Regions from separate parts of the Sus scrofa genome. Here all the other regions are linked to region 2. The links are chromatin contacts, called in public Hi-C and HiChIP or PLAC-seq maps. All regions are on one chromosome and are shown on one strand. The core of a region is the stretch at or near the end of the contact, and the rest is flanking DNA. Distances in the headings are between cores, read along the strand shown.

Region 1 (3,047 bases), core at 290-2,789, 1.4 Mb before region 2:
TGTGGCAACACCTGATCCCTAACCCACTAGGCCTGGCCAGGGATGGAACCTGCATCCCAGCACTCCAGAGATGCCCCAGTCTCATTGTGCCACAGTGGGAACTCCTGGTTGCTCTTTTTAAAGTACCTGCCTCCTATAATGAAGTATTTTGTTTTTCTTTATGTATATGTAGCACAGCATCTTTCTTCTTCTTCTTTTTTTTTTTTTTTTTTTTTTGGCAGTGCCCACAGGCATGTAGGAGTTCCTGGGCCAAGGATTAAAACCGTGCCACAGCAGTGACAACACCCGATCCTTAACCCCTAGGCCACCAGGGAACTCCCAAGAGCATCTTTTTTAAACACTGATTTTTCTTTTAAACTTCTGTGCCTGGAAATGTGGTATAAGTCAAATCCCTGAGCAGGTTAAACCTCTGACAAGAGAGGGAAAGCATCCCAGCCAATGGGAAACCCTGCTGGTGATGTACTGCTCTCCAGTTCTGATTCATTGGCCGCCTAGGGTTTGTCATTGTATCCCTGGCGTCTGCAAACGGCGTGGGTCGGGTTGTCTGCAGTCTAGCTAGCTAAACTGGATTCTGGCCACCTGCACGTGCAACTGGGTTTAACAGATCTCTAAATTTTCATAGCAGCAGCTGCCACATTTTTGATAATCCTCCAGATTTTGAAAAATCCTTCGTTCCTTTAACCTCACTGGAGGTGGTTGGATGTCCCCTGTGACAGAATCACGTGACTGTCTAATAAGTGCAAATAAATACAATGTGGAACCCCACGAGCTACAGACGAAAAACCACCAGAAACTCAGAGCATGTGCCTTGTGCGTGTATCAGGGGCACTCGCGTGTGGGTGGGTGGTAGTAGGGTGAGAGTGTTGCTGCCCTTTGGGACCCGAGATGTGTGGCTAGAGCACCTGCGTAGGTCTCCCGAGGTCGCTGGGGCAAGGATGGCTCCGGAAGTGTGGAGGCTTGAGGGAGAGGGATCTGGCGGTGGCCTGACAACAAGCATGCCTTAGAGCCGCAGCAGCTAGGCCGCGATCAGGCCGCAACTGTAAGGGAGAGAAGTCGACAGCACAAGGTCGGTCCTCGGCCTCTGTAGACTGCGTCTTCCCCGGGAATGGGGTATCTATCTGCAGACAGACGGTAGCCCAGCGAAAGGAGGCGCGGACGCCCTAGGGGGGATGCCGAGTCCGGGCTCGGAGAGTATCCCCATTCCTGAGGCTCATACAGTCACACCTCTGTCCAGTCCCCAGGGCCAGGGCAGGAAGCCCCATGTCCCGGTTCCGTTCCGGGATTCGGACGCTCGTTTGTGGCTCTGCCTAGGGGCCGGGCGGCGAGGCCACTGCTACGAGAGAAGCTGGGTAGGGCAGTGACATCACCTGCACCCCTCCCCCGTTAGCCAGCGCGCGCTGCAGTTCCTGCCCAACGACATCCGGGTCTCTCCAGCTGCTCCGCCGCGCCGCAGCTGTAGGGGCCTCTGAGCCCACGGGGCGGAGCGTGGCAGGCGGAGGCGTGGGGGAGGGGTAGTACGGCACCGTCGTGAGCGCGCCTGCGCGGGGACGCGCTGGAGGCGGCGGCGGCGGCGGCGGCGCTAGGGGCGGGAGCGCGCGCGGGAGCGAGGGAGCTGTGGTCTCCGCACTGGCCCGGCCCGCAGCTTCGGGTGCTCCGGCAGCGGCAGCTCGGCAGCCGGTGGTTGGGGAGGGGGGTGGGGGGGCGCTAAGGCAGGTGGGGTGCGTAAGCGATGAATCTTCGGCTCTTCCTCCTCCTCCTCCGGGACCCGCTCTCCGCCTCCCGCTCCAACGCCCGGATGATCTGAGCCGCGAGGGCGCCGAGAGCCGGGGGCCCGGACGCAGCCCGGCTCCTCCCCTCCTCCGCCCCCTCCCCGGCCTGACCTGGCCGGCCGCCGCCGCGGTGACCCCCTTCCCGCCCCCTCCCCGGCCGCCGCAGCCTCGGCCGACCAGGGACCTGCCTGCCCGCGGCTGCTCCGGGTAAGCGCGACGCTGGGGCCGAGGGCGGGCGGGCGGCGCGGGCCTGCGCGGCAGCGGCCAGGCCTAAAGCCTGGGGCCTGTAAACAAGCCGGGCGTCTGCCCGGGCGCTCCCGGGAGGAGACGCGACAACTCCACCCCCTGGCCCGGCCTCCTCCCCCGAGCCGGGCGGCGGACTACGAGGGGTTAACGTTCTGCGAGGGCGGTGGCGGGCAGGCGGGGGCGGGGTGTTTGTGGCGGCTGCGCGGGGAGGGGGCGCGACCCTCCGGGTGCAGATGCCGGGCGGGGTGTTTGCGGCCGCTCGGCCGGGTAGGGCCGTCGGCGGGCCAGGCCTGCCCCGACCGGAGATGAACCCGCGGAACTTTCCCTGAGCGGGGAGGGGGCGTACGGCGCCCCCAACCGCCCGGCCACCCCGGGCTCCAGCCCCTGGAGGGAGGCCGCGAGAAAGAAGAGGAGAAGCTTCCTTTGGACCGGACTTGGCCTTGAAACACCAAATTCTGGAGAGTTTTTGCTTCAGGTTTTATAGAGGGTAGAGCTTAGAGTGAGGCTTTTTTAGAACTCAAGTCAGTGATACCTCCAATTCATTCATTCCTAAAGCATTGAACAAATTCATTGAAGTAAATGGTACTGATTTCTTTTCGTCTTTTAAACCGTGTTAATTGTGTGAGTAAAAGTTCTTGATGCTAGAGTTTGGTCGAGGTATGATACTTTTCTGCTTGTAGATTTTTAATATTTTCTTGAAAGACTGCTGGCTCTGGAGGGCCTCTACCAACAGCGGTTTTAGATATGTTTTGAAAATTTCATCGCTTGAGGTATTTCTTTTTTTTTCCTCAAGCACCGCATGGTACTTAAAAATTTACAAAGGTCGTACTTAAGTTGTCCAAGCCAAGAAAGCTATTCGCCCTGTCCACCCCAACCCTAAATTTCCTGCTGATTGGTGTAATGAGCCGAATGCATTTTAAGTGAAGTGATTGGAAGAGTATGGGCAATGTAAAAAAATCTATGTTATTATTTTCTCAAAGTAAATGATTTTGACATTATTGAAGAAAATTAGAAATTTAAAAATATTTTGAG
Region 2 (3,295 bases), core at 655-3,154:
TAATTGCTTAATATTTCCAGGTCAAGATAGAAGAAAAAATTCTGCTTATTTTAGTTGCAAATGAGCTTCAGCTGAAATCTAGAAGTTAATTGTTTTCAATTATTAGTAGTGGTTTGAGATCATTCCAGGAGTCTGAAATGACTTGTGGGAGCAGTAGTAGTGGTTTGAGATCATTCCAGGAGTCTGAAATGACTTGTGGGAGCAGCGATTTAGATGAGGACAGTAAAGCAATGACATAAAGAACAATAAAGCTGGAAGAAAACAAGTATCTACTCCACAGTCATTTAGAAAACAAGCCCCCTGGAGTGCTTCAAGCTATTTTAAATAGCAGAACCATCTGGTCCTGGCAGCATTGTGCCAGCCTCTCAGAGACCGTCACAAATGGCCTTATAAATAATGCTCTTATGCAAGGAGAGCCCTACCCCAGAAATTAGAGTCCTGTGATAGGTCGTCTCCCTTCCTGTGAGTGAATGACCATAGTACTGTCTTCACATCTGAAGAAAGTATAGCAAAGGAGTTCAAGCATTTTTGTTCCTTTTTTCTAAGCCACAATATTAACTTTTTTAACTGCTAGATAAGTTTAAATGAATCTAACATTTCATTTAGATGCTGGACTTTGTGCTAAACATTTTGCATGTTATGGCACAATCTTTGGAAAACCCCTATGAATTCGTACCTGTTTCTCATTTTGTAGATGAGTAAACTGTCTTGGAGAGGTGGCCTCCCAGGGATTTCAGAGCGTCTGAACTGGTGGGGTGTACCCGGTCTGGGAGAACCTGCCCTTTTCCCGATTAATTGCTTAAATGGCAACTAGGAGAAAGCAATCAGGGAGTAGGGAACTGAGGGCAGGTGTCCCTTGACAGTAATGAAGTCATAGAGGACAATGAGAGGTTCAATGAGAGGAATGGAAGGCATCTATGAAAATGAATACAAGTGGTATTCTGGTGCTATTTAGTGGGTTTGAGTTTGACCTAGAGATTCGGGTGTCTGATTATGGAAAGGTAAATTATTTACTCACAGGTAAATGAGATGGTGGATGAAAAGTATGTAGATGAACTATAAAAGGCTATATGAATATATGGTATGGTTCTGCCAGCATGGCATATATTTAAGTTTGTATTACAACTGCCTAAATCTTGGTTTTCTCCTATAACCTCAAAAATACATAAAAAGATGAACTTAAAATTATTTGCTTTGTGGAAACGTAAACATTCTAAAAGTTCACATTTCTAACCTAGTAACGTCAAAAACAAGTTGCAAAAAATATGAATTTTTTTTTAAGGCAAAGGGATTCGGTTAAATAAAAGTTTTGCAAACATGTTGCTAGCTGGAACTACAAAAATGTAAAGAAAAAAATTTTACTCGGGTGTTTTTTTTTTAAGTCTACGACTAACCACTTTGCTCATATTTCATCCCTTTAAATAGCGCTGAACCTGTTGTCCCAGATCATTTTACAGAGAATTAGTCCAATCTGTAGAATTTGATATGAAATAGCCTCCCTGTAAGATAAACGCTTACACCTTACCAAAAACATTCCTATGAACGCCTTCTGGAGCTTTGTTGTGTTCACACCTTTCAGAGGTTTGGACATAATTTTTATTCTTACCTGTAGTGGATGGTTTTATCCAAGACGCTGCTCAGACACCCGATCTCCTTGTACTATTTAATTTCTTTTATTCCCTTGTCTTGGCTCCATTCCGGGACGGAGAGGAAAGACAGGTGCCTGAGAGCGGCAGTGGTCAGACCCTCAGCAGGGAAAATAGCAAGGATACGGAAGGGACCGGCCACCCCTTCTGTCCCCGGCGCCCGGGTGCCTACATGATAAGGATGTGAAACGGGAGCCTCGGGGAGAAACTTCCCCAAACCCCGCCCGCCGCGCTGCTGGCCCCGCCCCGGTACGTGCCGGAGCGCAGCACCGCAGCCCCGGCCCCGCCCGCGGCCTGCGGCCCAGGAGTGAGGCCGGCACGAGGCGGCCCTGGCGGCGGGTAGGTCTGTTGCTCCCGGCTCCCGCCTACGTGTGCGAGCGCATGTGGAGGCGCCACCGCCCGGCCTGGGGATGCGCGCGCGCGGGCGGGGGCGCGGGCCCCGCACTGCCCTTTGTCTTCCGTGTCTTGTCGGCTTCTGCTGTCTGCCCTTCCCCAAACTTGGTGGTTTGGGATGTTGGGTTGGGGGGCGGGGAACGCGGGGAGATTTTTGGGACGGGAAGTGTGCTTGGCAAATGCTCCCAGGCAAGTGCATTGCAATGTGAATCTGTGCCCTGCAGGACAGAAAAATACCGACGGGTCGCCTAGCAGATTGGGCATCGGTGTAACAGTTTTTTTTTTAAATTAGTCCTCATCGACCAAGTCTGTCAAAAACAGAGAAGCTGTGGGTTTATTTGAACATTTTTAAGGCGCTCAAAGACTTTGTTTATTTAAAGCACTTTGAGATATGCCAGATTTAAGTAAATGGAAACTTTAGCCGCCTCAGGTGGGTTTTATTTTTTGTTGGTTTTCTTTTGGTTTGGGATTTTTTTTGCTTCAGTTGTTTGAATTCATTGTGTGTCTGCACTTTATCAAAGCCGGCTATTGAGAATCCTTTGGGAGAAGATAATCTTGTTGGACAGAAGGGAGGTGAGTTTACGGAAAAAGGAAAAGCTTGGGGCCTTAATCTCCTGTGATTAATAGGTTATGATTGCGCAATTTGTTGTCAAGTATGGAGCCTGGTATTGTTTAGAATAAAAAAAAAAAAAAACCTCGCCTCTGTATATCCACAGCTGATTATATTTTACATTTATTTGTATTTTTTTCAGAAAAATTCATTGTTTATGGTTTTTCAAGTAGAATTTCCTAAAAAGTAGGACATTAAAATTTCTCTTTAAATTTTAACATTTAAAAAAGTGCTCGAGGTGTTTTAAAAAAATTTTTTTAACTAATAAAACCTGATCTGTAGCCTCAGTCATTATGTTTGTGTTTAATTAAGAGAGGTGCCATTTAGGGAGAGTGCTGTAACTCTTGTGGTTTTATGGATGCTTAATAAATCCCTATAAACTGGTGATTCTTTACAGAGGAGCACAGACCAGGGGGTGGGAGTGAGGGTGGGGTTAGTGAAATGGGAGCAGTGCTGTAATGTTCATCCCAAAGGGAAACGCATTTTTGAAAATTGAGAAACATCACATATAGCCTGACAAGTAGGCTAGGACGCTGTTAAGTCAAATATTTTTGAGAGATCTTTGAAATGTTAAAACATGAATAAACCTATTTTGGGGATGTGAGGGCCATCTGGCTACGACATCTGTCACCCCATTGATTCGGCT
Region 3 (3,216 bases), core at 696-3,195, 1.1 Mb before region 2:
CACCGGTCGCAGTCTCTCTCTCTCCCAGAAAGCCTATTTCAGTTGAATTTATCCAGACTTGGCTTTTCCGCCCAGAGGGGAGCAGGGCGGCAACATCTTCGGCCCCCAGGCTCTGAGGCGAACAAAAGAAACCCGGCCGACCCGGGCGCTCAGGTTTCGCGCAACCTGCTCGGCTCCCCGGAGTGCTCTCCCCACCGCCGCCTCCCCCACGCTCCTCCGAACCTCGAGCCTCGGTCGGAAGCGACAACACCCGGCTGGAGCCCGGCCAGGTGGCCGGGATGCTGGCGCGAGGAGGGCAGAGGCAGAGACAGATAAAGAAAAGATTGCCCTCTGAGCTCCAGGGCGAGAGAAGTATGAAACTGGGCATCCCTGCCTCGCCTGGGGCGGCAGCGGCGAGGACAGCGGACAGACTTGCTGCGCCCGCCGCCTGGCCACCGGCGAGGAAGCCAGCGAGGAGCGATCCATTCTGGGCTTGAGGCGCCTGGGAGTACATGCAACGGTAACTCGCCCCAAACTCTTGATTTCTTTTGAAAGATTCCTCCTTTTGTACAATTAGTGCGGGATGAAGCGACCTCTGGCCCAAAAGACTACAAGGAGAGAGCGAGTGCAGGACGAGGCGGGAGGGGAGACCGAACAAAAGTTTCAGCCAGCTCCACTCCTCCGGGGAGCAAGAGGAAAAAGGCTCGAGATCCTCCCTCCCTACTGAATCCCTTTCCTCAAGATCACACCTTCCTTTCTAATTTATCTAGAAACCCATTCTCGACCCGTCACTCCTGGCCCCCGCCAGCCTGGGAGGCATGAAAAACAAACCTAGCGCCAACATTTCCCGACACTCACATCCCAGGAAACCCACGCGCGGATGCTCAAATCAGAGGAGCCCCCCATCCCGAGCAAGCGATCTCAGAGTTCATGAACTTTCGCCGCAGGGCCGCGGAGGCCCGGGCGCCGCCCCGCGGACTGGCTCAGGCAGCAGGGACCTTTGCGGTGGCTGGTGCCTGGGGCGGGGAGGGGGGTGGGCGGGAAGAGGCGGAGAGGGAGAGGAAGGAAGACTTCCCCGGGTCCCCTGATTGTCAGGAATCACACCCCGTACCTTTCCTTGGCCTCGGCGGCCCGGTCTCGTTGCCTTCGGTTCTTGAACCAGTTGCTGACCTGGGTGGTGGTGAGGCCGGTGGCCTCGGCCAGCTCCCGCTTCTCACGCGGCGAGGGGTAGGGGTTATGGGCGTACCACTCCCGCAACACGCCCCGCGACTTCTCCTTGAAGCAGTAGCTGGTCTCTTCGCCGTCCCAGATAGTGCGCGGCAACGGGAATTTTCGGCGCACCCGATATTTGCCCACCGCGCCCAGGGGCCGACCGCGCAACTTCTCAGCCTCCACGTAGTGCGCCTTCAGCCACAGTTGTTGCAGCTTGGGGTGGTTGTGAGGCGAGAACTGGTGGCTCTCCAGGATCTTGTAAAGCTCGCGGAAGTTGCCGCGGTGGAAGGCGACCACCGCCTTGGCCTTGAGCACACTTTCGTTCTTGTGCAGGTGGTCGCAGGCTGGCAGCGACCACAGGAACCTGCCCAGGCGCTCCAGGTTCCCACCTTGTTGCAGAACCTCGCACACGCAAGCCACTTGCTCCTGTGTGAAGCCGAACGATGGCAGCATCGACATGGCTGGGGCCTGCCGAAGCGCACTGCCGGAGCGCACGCGGCAGGGAGCAGAGCCGAAAAAGCCGGGGGCGGCAGCCGCTGGGAGGGGGGGGCGCGGCTGCTCCTAACCCCCTCCCGAGGCTTTATGCAGGCGGAAAGACAAGTCAAGACTTGGGGACGACCGGCCAAAGAAGAAAATGAGTAGGGCGCGCACTGGACAGGGAGCGGCCGGCTCACTCCGCAGCTTTTCGGGCCTCTCAGGCTTCGGTCTCCCGCCGGGTGGATGCTGCTCGTTGCCGGGGAACTTGGTTTCTGTTCTACCCGCAGCTGCCTTAAAGCGCGCAGTGTCCCCGGCGCGCTGATTGGCTGCGGGCGGCGCCTATCCGGGGCTGGCCAGCCTGCTCGCCGCCTGGCCGGGCCGCGAGGCCCCGCCGCCCCGCGCGGGGAGGGCGAAGCTGTGGAGCGGGGGCGGGTGGGGAGTGGTGGGAGGAGTGGGACCGCGAGAGGTGGGAAGCGAGATGGGGAGGGAAGAGGGAGAGGCGCTTCGCGGGGACCGGGGGCGGTGGGAGTGGGTGAGTACGTCAGGACCCTGCAACGTGAGCCCCCTCTGCAGTGTCATCTAAGGGCAGCCGCTCTCATCTCTGCACAAATCAATGACTCCAGACCTTCATATTCCCCTTCTCTTCCTCTGTACCCCTGTCCCCGTCCCTTGCAGACTCGCCCTTTCCCGGTGAGCTCATATTTAATTACCTTAATGTTGGAATGAATAAGTAATGGATTGATGAATAGCTTAGAGAACGCGATAAATAATACAAGAGCAAGCAGATCAGTGCTCCGGACTGCAGCCGCTGGAAGAATGGCTTCAGCTCTAGGAGCCAAACCTAATTTCTCCTCTCTTCCCTCCTGCCCCCACCGCCCTCCAAAGGACTTGAATACTCCCAACTGCAGAGTACTTCTCATGTTCTCAAAAGGCCGCTACTATTTGGGACAGCGCAAAGAGCTGTTTAGAGCATAGTGGCTGAGCAATTGCTGAGGGTTCATTTGTGATTCGGTATCTTAATATTCTATGCTTTAAGTCGGCAGGCCTCTGGGCTCAGTTTCCACATCTGAGCAGTTGCATTTTCCGAGGCCACCTCTGCTACTGAGGAATGCCGAGAAGCTTTACTTGCTATTAGCAAAAATGCCCTGGGAACTTCACACGAAAGGCGCTGGATGGGGTGTAAATTAAATAAAACTGTGTCCGGCTCCAATAGCCCTCCGGTTGTAATATAATCCTTGCCCTGTTCTGAGAGGGACACTGCCCTCAAAGGGAGGAGGACAGTGGCTCCAAGAAGATTAAATAAAGAAGTGTGTGTGTGTGTGTGTGTGTGTGTGTGTGTGTGTGTGTAGATTGCAATGCTGGCCTATTTTACTGCCAGAGAATGAGAGATGTCCTACAATTTCAGTCCCATCATCTGTTATTTTGTGTTTGTGTAGAGAATGCTTAGTAAAACTGTAATTATTTTAAGCCTCATTTGCACACCTTGTTCCAAAGCAATTATTAAAAAGATTTTGAAAACAATTAGCATCTCTAAACAAAGATAATCTA

What was found. A called contact is a pair of places that touch in the nucleus more often than the background predicts. HiChIP or PLAC-seq counts read pairs in DNA pulled down with a chosen protein or histone mark.
Region 1: an H3K27ac HiChIP or PLAC-seq map of skeletal muscle shows a contact between it and region 2, with 3 times the contacts expected there. The contact joins the promoter of PPM1A here to the promoter of SNAPC1 in region 2. A contact is called at or near these places in 1 of 47 Hi-C or Micro-C datasets (liver) and 1 of 2 datasets of contacts at active chromatin or transcription factors (skeletal muscle).
Region 3: a contact with region 2 is called in a Hi-C map of skeletal muscle, with 3 times the contacts expected there. The contact joins the promoter of SIX1 here to the promoter of SNAPC1 in region 2. A contact is called at or near these places in 1 of 47 Hi-C or Micro-C datasets (skeletal muscle) and 1 of 2 datasets of contacts at active chromatin or transcription factors (skeletal muscle).

Annotation. Positions count from the first base shown.
Region 1 is chr1:189,247,435-189,250,481 of Sscrofa11.1, forward strand. PPM1A (protein phosphatase 1A) reads left to right here and starts at 1,540. Exons shown (of 6, transcript XM_021062341.1): 1 at 1,540-1,976. LOC110259569 (basic proline-rich protein-like) reads right to left here. Exons shown (of 5, transcript XM_021085056.1): 2 at 2,054-2,470; 3 at 1,368-2,019; 4 at 903-1,037.
Region 2 is chr1:190,675,861-190,679,155 of Sscrofa11.1, forward strand. It overlaps SNAPC1 (snRNA-activating protein complex subunit 1), which reads left to right and starts at 1,905. Exons shown (of 12, transcript XM_021062485.1): 1 at 1,905-1,985; 2 at 2,264-3,295.
Region 3 is chr1:189,622,707-189,625,922 of Sscrofa11.1, forward strand. SIX1 (SIX homeobox 1) reads right to left here and starts at 1,946. Exons shown (of 2, transcript NM_001199718.1): 1 at 1,091-1,946. The coding sequence starts at 1,650. It overlaps LOC106509125 (a long non-coding RNA gene), which reads left to right and starts at 223. Exons shown (of 2, transcript XR_001306416.1): 1 at 223-499.